Linked DNA regions of Mus musculus: regions 2 and 3 are each linked to region 1. A link is a contact called in public Hi-C and HiChIP or PLAC-seq data. All regions are on one chromosome and are shown on one strand. The core of a region is the stretch at or near the end of the contact, and the rest is flanking DNA. Distances in the headings are between cores, read along the strand shown.

The links. A called contact is a pair of places that touch in the nucleus more often than the background predicts. HiChIP or PLAC-seq counts read pairs in DNA pulled down with a chosen protein or histone mark.
Region 2: a contact with region 1 is called in a FOXA1 HiChIP or PLAC-seq map of pancreatic cancer cells. The contact joins two enhancer-like sites. A contact is called at or near these places in 6 of 484 Hi-C or Micro-C datasets (the HL-1 cell line, cerebral cortex, cortical neurons and 3 more) and 2 of 115 datasets of contacts at active chromatin or transcription factors (embryonic stem cells and pancreatic cancer cells).
Region 3: a Hi-C map of pancreatic cancer cells shows a contact between it and region 1, with 6 times the contacts expected there. The contact joins two enhancer-like sites. A contact is called at or near these places in 1 of 15 datasets of contacts at CTCF or cohesin (the NIH/3T3 cell line), 3 of 484 Hi-C or Micro-C datasets (the C2C12 cell line and pancreatic cancer cells), 1 of 115 datasets of contacts at active chromatin or transcription factors (pancreatic cancer cells) and 1 of 9 other capture datasets (embryonic stem cells).

What each region holds. Positions count from the first base shown.
Region 1 is chr1:168,212,861-168,216,055 of GRCm38.p6, forward strand. The region is part of intron 2 of Pbx1 (pre B cell leukemia homeobox 1); the gene reads right to left. Among named protein-coding and RNA genes, the nearest start is that of Gm51671, 130 kb to the right of the region's middle. Within about 2 kb of position 1,456, at least 56 of the 459 cell types and tissues checked have an H3K27ac peak or open chromatin away from gene starts, as enhancers often do. A contact at or near this core is called in pancreatic cancer cells, where this site is marked.
Region 2 is chr1:168,543,891-168,547,085 of GRCm38.p6, forward strand. No RefSeq gene overlaps it. Among named protein-coding and RNA genes, the nearest start is that of Gm39696, 50 kb to the left of the region's middle. Within about 2 kb of position 1,696, at least 25 of the 459 cell types and tissues checked have an H3K27ac peak or open chromatin away from gene starts, as enhancers often do. A contact at or near this core is called in pancreatic cancer cells, where this site is marked.
Region 3 is chr1:168,500,745-168,503,939 of GRCm38.p6, forward strand. No RefSeq gene overlaps it. Among named protein-coding and RNA genes, the nearest start is that of Gm39696, 6.4 kb to the left of the region's middle. Within about 2 kb of position 1,642, at least 59 of the 459 cell types and tissues checked have an H3K27ac peak or open chromatin away from gene starts, as enhancers often do. A contact at or near this core is called in pancreatic cancer cells, where this site is marked.

The sequences.
Region 1 (3,195 bases), core at 206-2,705:
GTCCTTGCCTACCCAGACTGCAAGTTTCCACGGACAGTGCATTGGGATGCACTGATTCCTGGGTGGGTAAAGATTTACCCAGGTAGAAGTGGGGTGGGCAACAATAAAGGAGCTTAATTTTTACATGGTAAATGCTCTAATTGAATACTCATTCAGAGGAGATTGGGTTTGCCAAGACTCATCACAATTGCTTTACAGACATGTAAAGAAAGGTTCTACCAGAGATTTGAAAATAAGAGAATGAAAAGAAGAAGAAGAAGAAGAAGAAGAAGAAGAAGAAGAAGAAGAAGAAGAAGAAGAAGAAGAAGAAGAAGAAGAAGAAGAAACCCAGAAGAACCGTCCTCCGTCCACACACACATTGCACCATTTCAATTATACTCTACTCATGAAAGTAAACTACACTGGACAATGTGCAAGAAGTAGGCACAAATAGGGGAGCACTTTGTTGTGCTATAGTACATAGGAGGTGATTGCTCTGATGGTCTTGGGGTGCACGTGTGTGTTTGAAAAAGGCAGAGAATCTTGCAGGTCTGTATTTCTTCCCAGGACAAGATTTCAAGATACTAGTACAACAACAACAACAACAAAACAAACAAACTGAGGTATTTGGATTCACTGACCCGGAAATTGTTCAGCTAGTCAGTTAAAAAAAAAATGCCGCCAGCTTTAAAGAAATAAGCGATACGGCTAACAGAAGTGACACTTCCTATTTATGGCTTGAAGTCAGTACTCTGGTGAGCTGGATACAAAATGCTTATTTAAAAGCTCCTTTTTATCTCTCTAGCACCATGCAAGACTCAAATGAACCTTTCACTGGGACACCAGAGATGTTAACACTCGTCCTCCAAGATCCAATTTCAACCAGCCGAGCTGTTACCTAATCCTGCAGCCATCACATATGATCAGGTTCCCGCCTCCCTGATGGGTGCCCAGCACCCCCTCCCTCCTTCCTTTCCCTCTCCTGCCCAACAGCTTTCCCTGAAACTGAGCTTTAAGAGTCCCCTTGCCTGTGCATGCTGGTCATACAGGGTCCCAACAGCCCCACTGGCTGTACATAACACCAAGATATTTATCCTTGTTAGCTAATAATTCTTAAAGGGGTTTCCTACTCACAAATCACTGCCTCCCATTCCAATCACGACAGAGACCAGTCACGACAGGTAAGTGATTTATACAGAGGTTGTCACAGCCTTCAGAAAACACCTGAAGTCACATCAGCTGCTATCACTTGCCCTAGGGTTAATCCGGTGCTAAAACTCCAGCGATAAGGAGACTGTCACAGCCTGATTGGAGCAGCCCTCACAACTGGCCTCCTGCTGTTCATTCTTTATTTATTTTCTTCACACAAGGAGAAAAACAAACCAAACCCAAAGGCACATTCAAGAGAGCCAGTGGGAGGTCTGTGCAAAGGATTGTTTTGTCCTTGGCTGAGCAACACAGCTCCAGAGTCGCTCCTGGCTGATGCCCACTAGAGGGCACTCTCTCCCCACCGAGGACTTGTTTAAAGAAGGGTCCCATAGCTACCAACATCTCCATGGAGCTGGGGAATTGGGATCTACTCCGATTTGAGATTCCCAAATGTGGGCAGACAGGGAGGAGGGCATATTAGCAGAAGGCATTGTTTCAGGCTATGGAGTGAAGCTTGAGACTCGCTCAGCTGAGCAAGATAAAGAGATGGTTGGAGAAGGGACATAAGACTTAGGGAAGGCTTGAGGAAGTCTCTTCATGGTTTCAAGGTACCAAGGCAGAAGAAGGTGCCAAGCCCAAGCCAGGCAGAGCTCTGAAGCCAGTGGAGAAAGAAGTAACCTGCCCTTGTACTTCTAGAAAGTGAAACCATTCATCCGCTGGGACCCTTTGTGCACATTGAATTGTGTCACCTGATGACAGAAAGCACACGCTCTGCTAGCACACTTACAGATTATAAAGGTACAGAAACTTGGCTAAAACAAGGCAGGCTCCTGCCACCAAGATCGAGAGCTCCTGGAAGCCAGTGGTGACATGGTGATCTCCCATGATCTCCCGGATCATGTATTATGCACCTCTTCGGGTCTTTTCAGCGCTCTTGTGCACAGCAGCCAAGTAGGATGTAGAACTATGGCGTCTTAGGCATCTGTGTCCTGCCACAGCTGGTTCCTGACACGTGCCCCACCCTCCGGTTGTAAGTTGTACAGAGAGAACACGTTTGCTCTCCCGTCTCTTCCAGTGCCCATTTCCCAAAACTCAGATCTGCCTTTCATATGTGGCCATTCTAAACAAGCAATGCTATGCTGACATTAAGGCAATGGCTCTCTGTGTGAGGGAGAGTCACCCAAGCACAGGACTGGTATCTGTGAAGGGTTCCCCCGAGGCCTAAGAGTACACCAAACTGCTTTAAGCTTTGTAGAACACCTCCCCCCTTCCCAACCCCTTACTCCTCCACCCCGACCTTTCAGGTTCTGTCATTTCCTTACAGGCATAACCATCCACAAACCGGTGGACACTTCTCCAGCTGGAAAATGACTGTGCTATGAACTGATTCTTCTAAACAGTGTCGGGACCCACATCTTCCATTCCTTAGTAGCCTGAAGCTTGGGGTTGTACTTATAGGCGCTCTTCCCCCGAAGTGCTCAAGCCTCTTCCGTCTTTGATGGAAAAGCTGTCTGGGTGAGTTATTTTAAAGAGTCGTCTATCAAGTAAATGGAAATGATTAACCATTTGATTCCCCCAGTTTCACAATCCAGCATTACAGGCAGCTGCCAGACAACGGTTGATGGATAGGCTCCAGAGAGCCCAGTACTGACGGAACTCAGACCTTAGAGGACCAAGCGGGAATCTTCCTGGCTGCTGGCCTAGAATGGCCTCTTCAGAGGGTTCCAGTGCACAGAATCTATAAATCTGGGACTCACTCTGATACTCAGTATTGTCCCCTTAGAATCACACAGGGCTTCGTTCAGGGTCAAAAGCCTCCTAAAGTGATACCACTTGGTGTGAAGACAAGATATCTTTCAATCCTTCCAATATTTTTCTTGGCTTATTAGCAATCAGGTATGCATAAACAGCATATGATATCAGAAAGGGACTTGTAAACTTCCTTCCAGCAACGAGACAGTAAGATCTTTAAGGATTTCAGTGCAAGCATCTTTATGGAGTGTTTCTTAAGGTATCAAGGCCGCACTGATTTTTCAAAGGGCGCTCTAGCCAGGACCTGGAAAGTGC
Region 2 (3,195 bases), core at 446-2,945, 330 kb after region 1:
GAAAAAAAATCCATGTGGAGTCTGCAGATGAACATGACAATGATTTTTTAAAAAATTGGTCTAACAAGTAGTAAAAATGAAATGCAGTGCTCTGTCCTCAGCACTACCTAAACCTACAGCGTGGTGGTGTAGCTTCTGAGAAGCAATTGAAGTAGCTAAGCAACACTGGTCTCAGAATCTGCAGCATCGGACTCTTTAGTCACTTTGTTTAGCCACTTGCTGTGTATGTATGCCACTTGGTCATTGTGCTGGGAAGGACTCTGTCTAGGAAGCTGGGCTTCAGTAAGCATGGCCAAACTGGGAATGTACCCGTGCAAGTAGCATGTGGGAAGGAGGTGGGAAACGAAGGTCCAGCGAGGTGGGAGAGGACAGAAATGACCAGGATTGGCACTGTGGAAAATGCAGGGCCTTGCAGGGAGAACCCTGGTTAGGGATCCAAAACCTAGAGAATGCTGGCAGAGAGAGAATGTATTGGAGCTGGTTGTTCTTATAGGCCACTGTATCTATGAATTAATAAGTCTTGTGGGATTGTGGCAAGAACCGGTCATATGGGCAAGCTGTCAAAAAGGGCTGAACCTGGAATAGGGAGGGCAGAAGGGAAGCTGGGACCTGTCTATATCTTTATATCTCTTTCTCATCTCCCAAGCATTTGCTGGACACCACCCCCCCGGAAATAGTGGATGCTGCTTCACTCCCATATTCCAATGAAACTTCACCTTTGACCAACTCTACCTTATAGCCATCAGGGAAGGGGACACTCAGATAGGCTATTCCCAGTACAAACAAATTGGCTGCAGATACTCTGCACACTACTATATTTCAATGCTTAGTCAATCGTAGAACTTTATACAAGTGAGAGATCCACTTTCTGCTCAGAGTAAACTACAAAAGCTTTAAGAGATCTAGAAAAGAAATAGAATTTTTGCAAGATATTTCAATGATAGGACTGACAATAATCACTATAAAAGGAGACTGAAAAATTAACAATCATTAACATTTCAATTCATCAGCAGAAAACACTACCAAATGAATAAATAAATGCAATTCAATAAAAAAAGAAGAAATCAATAGGACAGCATTAGACTGGGAGTGTTCCTGATCCATCTGTGACAAAGGGCTTTTCCCAGACCCTACGCAGAGCTCCTGGAAAAAAGACAAATAAGTCAATGGAAAACAGGCAACAGTCAAAAATAGCTTTTCCAAGGAGGAAAATATGTAAGTGAATTATAAGCACACAAAAAAGGACCCAACATTTTTGGTCATTAAGAAAATGGAAGTAAAACCACATGAGGTACCATTACATAGTTGCTAAAAGCGAAAATAGTAACAAAATCAAACAAGGATGTGGGACAACCAGAGCTCTGATTCATTGTTGGAGGGTAGAATAGCAGGGTTTGGAAATCAGATAGAATGCTTTGCATGACTTCAGATGAGTACCTCCCAGTGTCTCTGAGATCTTACTGCTAGCTATTTAGCAAAAGAAGTTACATATTTTAAAAAAATGAAAATGATCATGGTAGCTCTACTCGTATTATTTCTTCAAAATGAACTCGAGCCCAAAGTCTGTCATGACGAGAATAGATAAGCAAATTGTGGTAGATACACCCAATGGAATAAAACTAAACAATGAGGTCTGAAGTCTCAGTGTAGATGCCAGGACGTGAGAGATTCCAGGAATGTATGTGGAACGTCTGCCAAAGAAAGCTGCAGGCTCTGAGTGGAGTTGACTCAGGAGACAGCCTGGGTGTCTTATAGTCAGGACAGCCATAGGGGTGGTGCTATATAAGTCCACTAGAGCACAGGTGATACCATCAGAAGTGACAAGTGCCAGGCACAAGGTGCAGGATTCGCCTTCCTGGGTTTCTATTTTGTTTTAACCTAATCTTCTACTGCTAATCTCCACTCCTTGTTTTGGAATGGACATTTGTACTCTGTGCCGGAGTATAGGGGAAGAGTTTAACCTGTTTTGCAATTTTTATGACCCCAAGCTAAGAGTTTGCCTTGAGTCCCAGATGAGCGTTTAGACTTTTGAATAGTGTTATGATTGGTAAAACTATAGGCACTCTAGAAACCAGAATTTGTTCTGCAATATGAGAATGTCCATGAGCCTAGGGAAGTCAGAGGCAGAATGCTGTGGTTTGAGTTCACAGAGCCCCCACATAGGCTCATGGTTTTGAACACTAGGTTTCTTGTTATCAGTGCACTTGGGAAAATATAAGCATTGGTTTTAGTTGGAAGATATAGGCCACTAGGGATAGTGCTTTGAAGGCATAGCCCTTTTTAAGGGCTAGCCTTAGCCTGTTTCCCCATCTACCAACATAAGAAGTGTTACTTTGCTTCCTCTTCTACCAATGTAGGAAGTTATTGTCTCATACTCCCACCTCCCTGTAAGGATTCAAACCTTGCTACACATTGCTTCACTTCTATTTTTTTTTTCCTGGAAACTTGGCAAAGCTTCTATGACCCTGTAACTGTTACATTCTATATATCTGTAAACATCATTACATGGACGATGCCAAGTTCTTTTGCCAGCTTGATATGTAGCGTGATGTACAGCTGTCATCACCTCTGAGTGACTGCATGTTAAAACATTCCCCTAGGTTACCTGCTCAGGCATCCCTGTAGCTCCTTGGTTGGATGGGTCTTACCCTCAACGCACCATTCCCATCGCCCCACTGCAAAGCGTGATTATCTCTTTTAAGCAACTACTGCTTCTTTGTCTACAGCTGCCTTTCTGCAACTCAAATTGTGCCCACTCACCAATTGCAATATTTGCATCATTCTGCTTCATGCGATACTCAGAATTATCACTATAAATTCAGCAAAACACAATAAATAACAACCGCACAGAAGCCTGAATAATATGCTGTCTAAAATTTCCTGTGCCCAATATATTTAAATCAGTATACCACTACTCATTTTTAAAAAAATCAACTACATTGTGTGTGTGTGTGTATGCAGGCCCACACAAATGAATATATATGGCACATGAGTAGAAGAAGTTAATTGTGTTCTACAGTGTGTGTTTTGATCGTTGAACTTCTATCATCAGGCTTGGCAGTGAGTGACCTTATCCACTGAGCCATCTTGAAAGGCTGTTTAATTAGCTTTCTTTTCCTTTCTTTTTTTCTTTTTCCTCTTTTGTTTTTCAAGACAAAGTTCATCTGTGTAGCCCTGGCTGTCCTGGGATTTGCT
Region 3 (3,195 bases), core at 392-2,891, 290 kb after region 1:
CTGGATATGGTAATCTCAGCACTTTGGAGGCAAAGGCAGGCAGATCTCTGTGTGTTTGAGGTAGCCTGGTCTTCAAGGCAAGGTCTAGGAATGCTAGAGCTACATAGTGAGACCTCTCCTCTCTCTCTCTCTCTCTCTCTCTATATATATATATATATATATATGCACACATATATATACATATACACACATATATGTATATATGCATATATATGTACATACACTGAAGCATATGCACATACATAATACATACATACACACACATATGAGAGGTGTGGTACAGTATCTACCTCATCTTACCTATGTCAGGTTTTTCTATATATCCTGAATCAGGATATATATGTGTGTGTGTGTGTGTGTGTGTGTATATCAGTCTGAGAAGCCTTATAAATATGAGTTCAGTAAAGTATATGTGAACTTTCAAGCTGGCTACTGTGTTGCTAATATATGGAGAAACTGAAACCCATAGGCCTTTGGAGATTTACCTAGGAAAATCTTGGGCTTCTAATCTATGCAAGACTCTAAATATGAACTCAGTAAATCACAGTTTTGAGTTTTATTCCAAAAGACATTCAGACATGTTAAACAACACACCCATGCTTAAGACATTTGCTCATTATCAGTGTGACATTACTTTCACATTCAATCTTGATCAAATATGATTTTCTAGATCACACTAGGAATTTCACTGTGTAAGTTCTGTCCCTCCCCTCTCTTATTTCCATGTTGGGGGCCTAACCTAGGGTCTAGTGCTTGCTAGGCAAGTGCTCCCTAACGGAGCAAAATTCCTAACTCTAAGCTCAGTTATTTAAAGATCGTTTTCCATTCCCCTGGAGGGATTAGGAAAAGATACCTATCAGACACATGATCCTGAGTGTGTAAGACAGAGGAACAATGAGTGTTTCCCATGCTGAGCAGAACTGTGCTTGCTCTCTCTCTCTCTCTCTCTCTCTCTCTCTCTCTCTCTCTCTCTCTCTCTCTCTTTCTCTCTCTCTTTCTCTCTCTCTCTCCTTTTTCTTTCTTTGAGCTCTATAGAAAGTTTTTTTTTCCCCTCAATCTATTTATTCATTTTACATCCTGATTGCTGTGCCCTTCTCCTCCTGGTTTCCCTCTCATAAGTCCCTCCCGCCTGTTTTTTTTTTTTTTTTTTTAATTACAGTAGTGGACTGTTTTGTCTATTTGTTTTGGCTGATGCTGTCTCAATAGTAATGTGTGATAAAGCACGGTACTAGCCAGTGTCTGTGCTAAGTTACTGCCCACAACAGCTGCCTACCTCCCTCAGCTCCTAGGTTAAATTTTCCCATTTGTGATTTATTTTCTCTCTCTCTCTCTCTCTCTCTCTCTCTCTCTCTCTCTCTCTCTCTCTCTCCCTCTCCCTCTCCCTCTCCCTCTCCCTCTCCCTCTCCCTCTCCCTCTCCCTCTCCCTCTCTCTCTCTCTCTCTCTCTCTCTCTCTCTCTCTCTCATGTCTGGAGTAAACAGCAATGGACTTTATCCAAGCTCTTCACCCTATTACAGTGAATCTGGCAAGCCATATCCCTTGCATATTTTAAGTGCTTTCATCCTGTGACCCTGACCTTACCTGTACCCAGGTTTCCAAAGACAACATAGATAAAACTACTCCTGAAAGCTTATGCTGCCACAGAGGCACAGGCTGGGACAGTGCCGCCAACCTTGCGGAACCTGCACTGTTGCTTCATACGTACCAAGTCCTATGAACATACATTCCTTTTTCCTTAGTAATTAATTCCAAGTTCAGGCACGTCTGATAAGACAAAGCCTGTAACACTGCCAGGGTCCGACAATAAAGAGACGTCCAAGGAGGTTTCGCTTATTCAAGTGGAAACTATTTTATTTCTTGTAATAAGTGGGCTCATGAATCAATTCTCTGTGATCTCATTGTGGCCAATGGCCAGAGTGGCCTGACCTCTGTAGTCAGGGGATATAAAGGCACAACTCCAGCTCTAAAAACTTTCAAGAGTGACATCAGGCTTTACTGACAATTTTCTTGCAAGGGATTGACCCAGGATTTTAGCCAATGTACCATGAGGCGAGCTTCCTAGGAAGAGTGGCTACATAGTATTACTATTGTTATTTTACCTTTCCATTGTGTTTGTTTTTTGCTTAGATTTTTATAAATTTGAGAATTCCATATATGAATATTGTATTTACATCATTTCTATCCCTCCTTCCCCCAATTCTTTCCATGTTATTGCTCACCAAGTCCATGATCTCTTCTTTAGTTATTGTTTTACACAGACACATAGTCTCACACACACACACACACACACACACACACACACACACACACACACACACCTCTCAGAAAAGAATTTGTGTGTTGTTTTTTCTTCTTAAGTTCTATACTGATGAGTTACTGAAAATCCCTCTTGTCTTTAACACAGTTCTAACCCACCAGCCTGATTTCCCCCCCTGCTTCCATTTGTAAACTGGTGAGGTATTTCTCCAGCTCAGAATAAATGCTCCTCTTTCTGCCATGTGCACTGTCAGGGCACTCTATGCACACACTGTATCGTCGTTGCTGACTGATTTCCCATTATCCCACTTCTCATGTGAGTACTTTTCATGGAACACACACACACACAAATCTTTTCACCTTGTTCCATAATCAATTGGCAATGCTTTGATGAGGTTGGCACCAGAACTGTGGAGGTACAGAAGCTAGAAGCATCAGTCCCTTGTTCTTTGTCTCCTCCATATTCTATTTTGATCTTCAAAGTGAGACAACGTTTCATGGTTCTATCAATTCAAAACCTAAGATATACTTAACTGAAGTTTGAATTTAGTGACCATAAATATCATTGACCTGTGGAAAGTTAGCTTCCACCATGCAAATGTCAGAATTACAAATGTATATTTAAATGGTGACCCATTGGCAAGCTGTAGATTATATGCCTAAAGAAATTGGGACCTCCAATCATGGCTTTTTCCTTTGAGAAAAATGACCTGTGATTTTCGCCTCTTTGTGGTTTTTGTTTGCTTGTTTGTTTTGTTTTTGTTTTTTTGTTTTGAGGCAGCTACATAGGTAAGAACAGGGCATGGTTTATACACATTTCCAGGTTTTCTCTGATTTCTGTTCCTCTCTCTTCATTTTAGGATTAATTATCAGAATAAAAGTGGATTAATTTTACACAGTGACTGTGATAACTTTGCAGGTATTTTTTTCAAAAAATGAT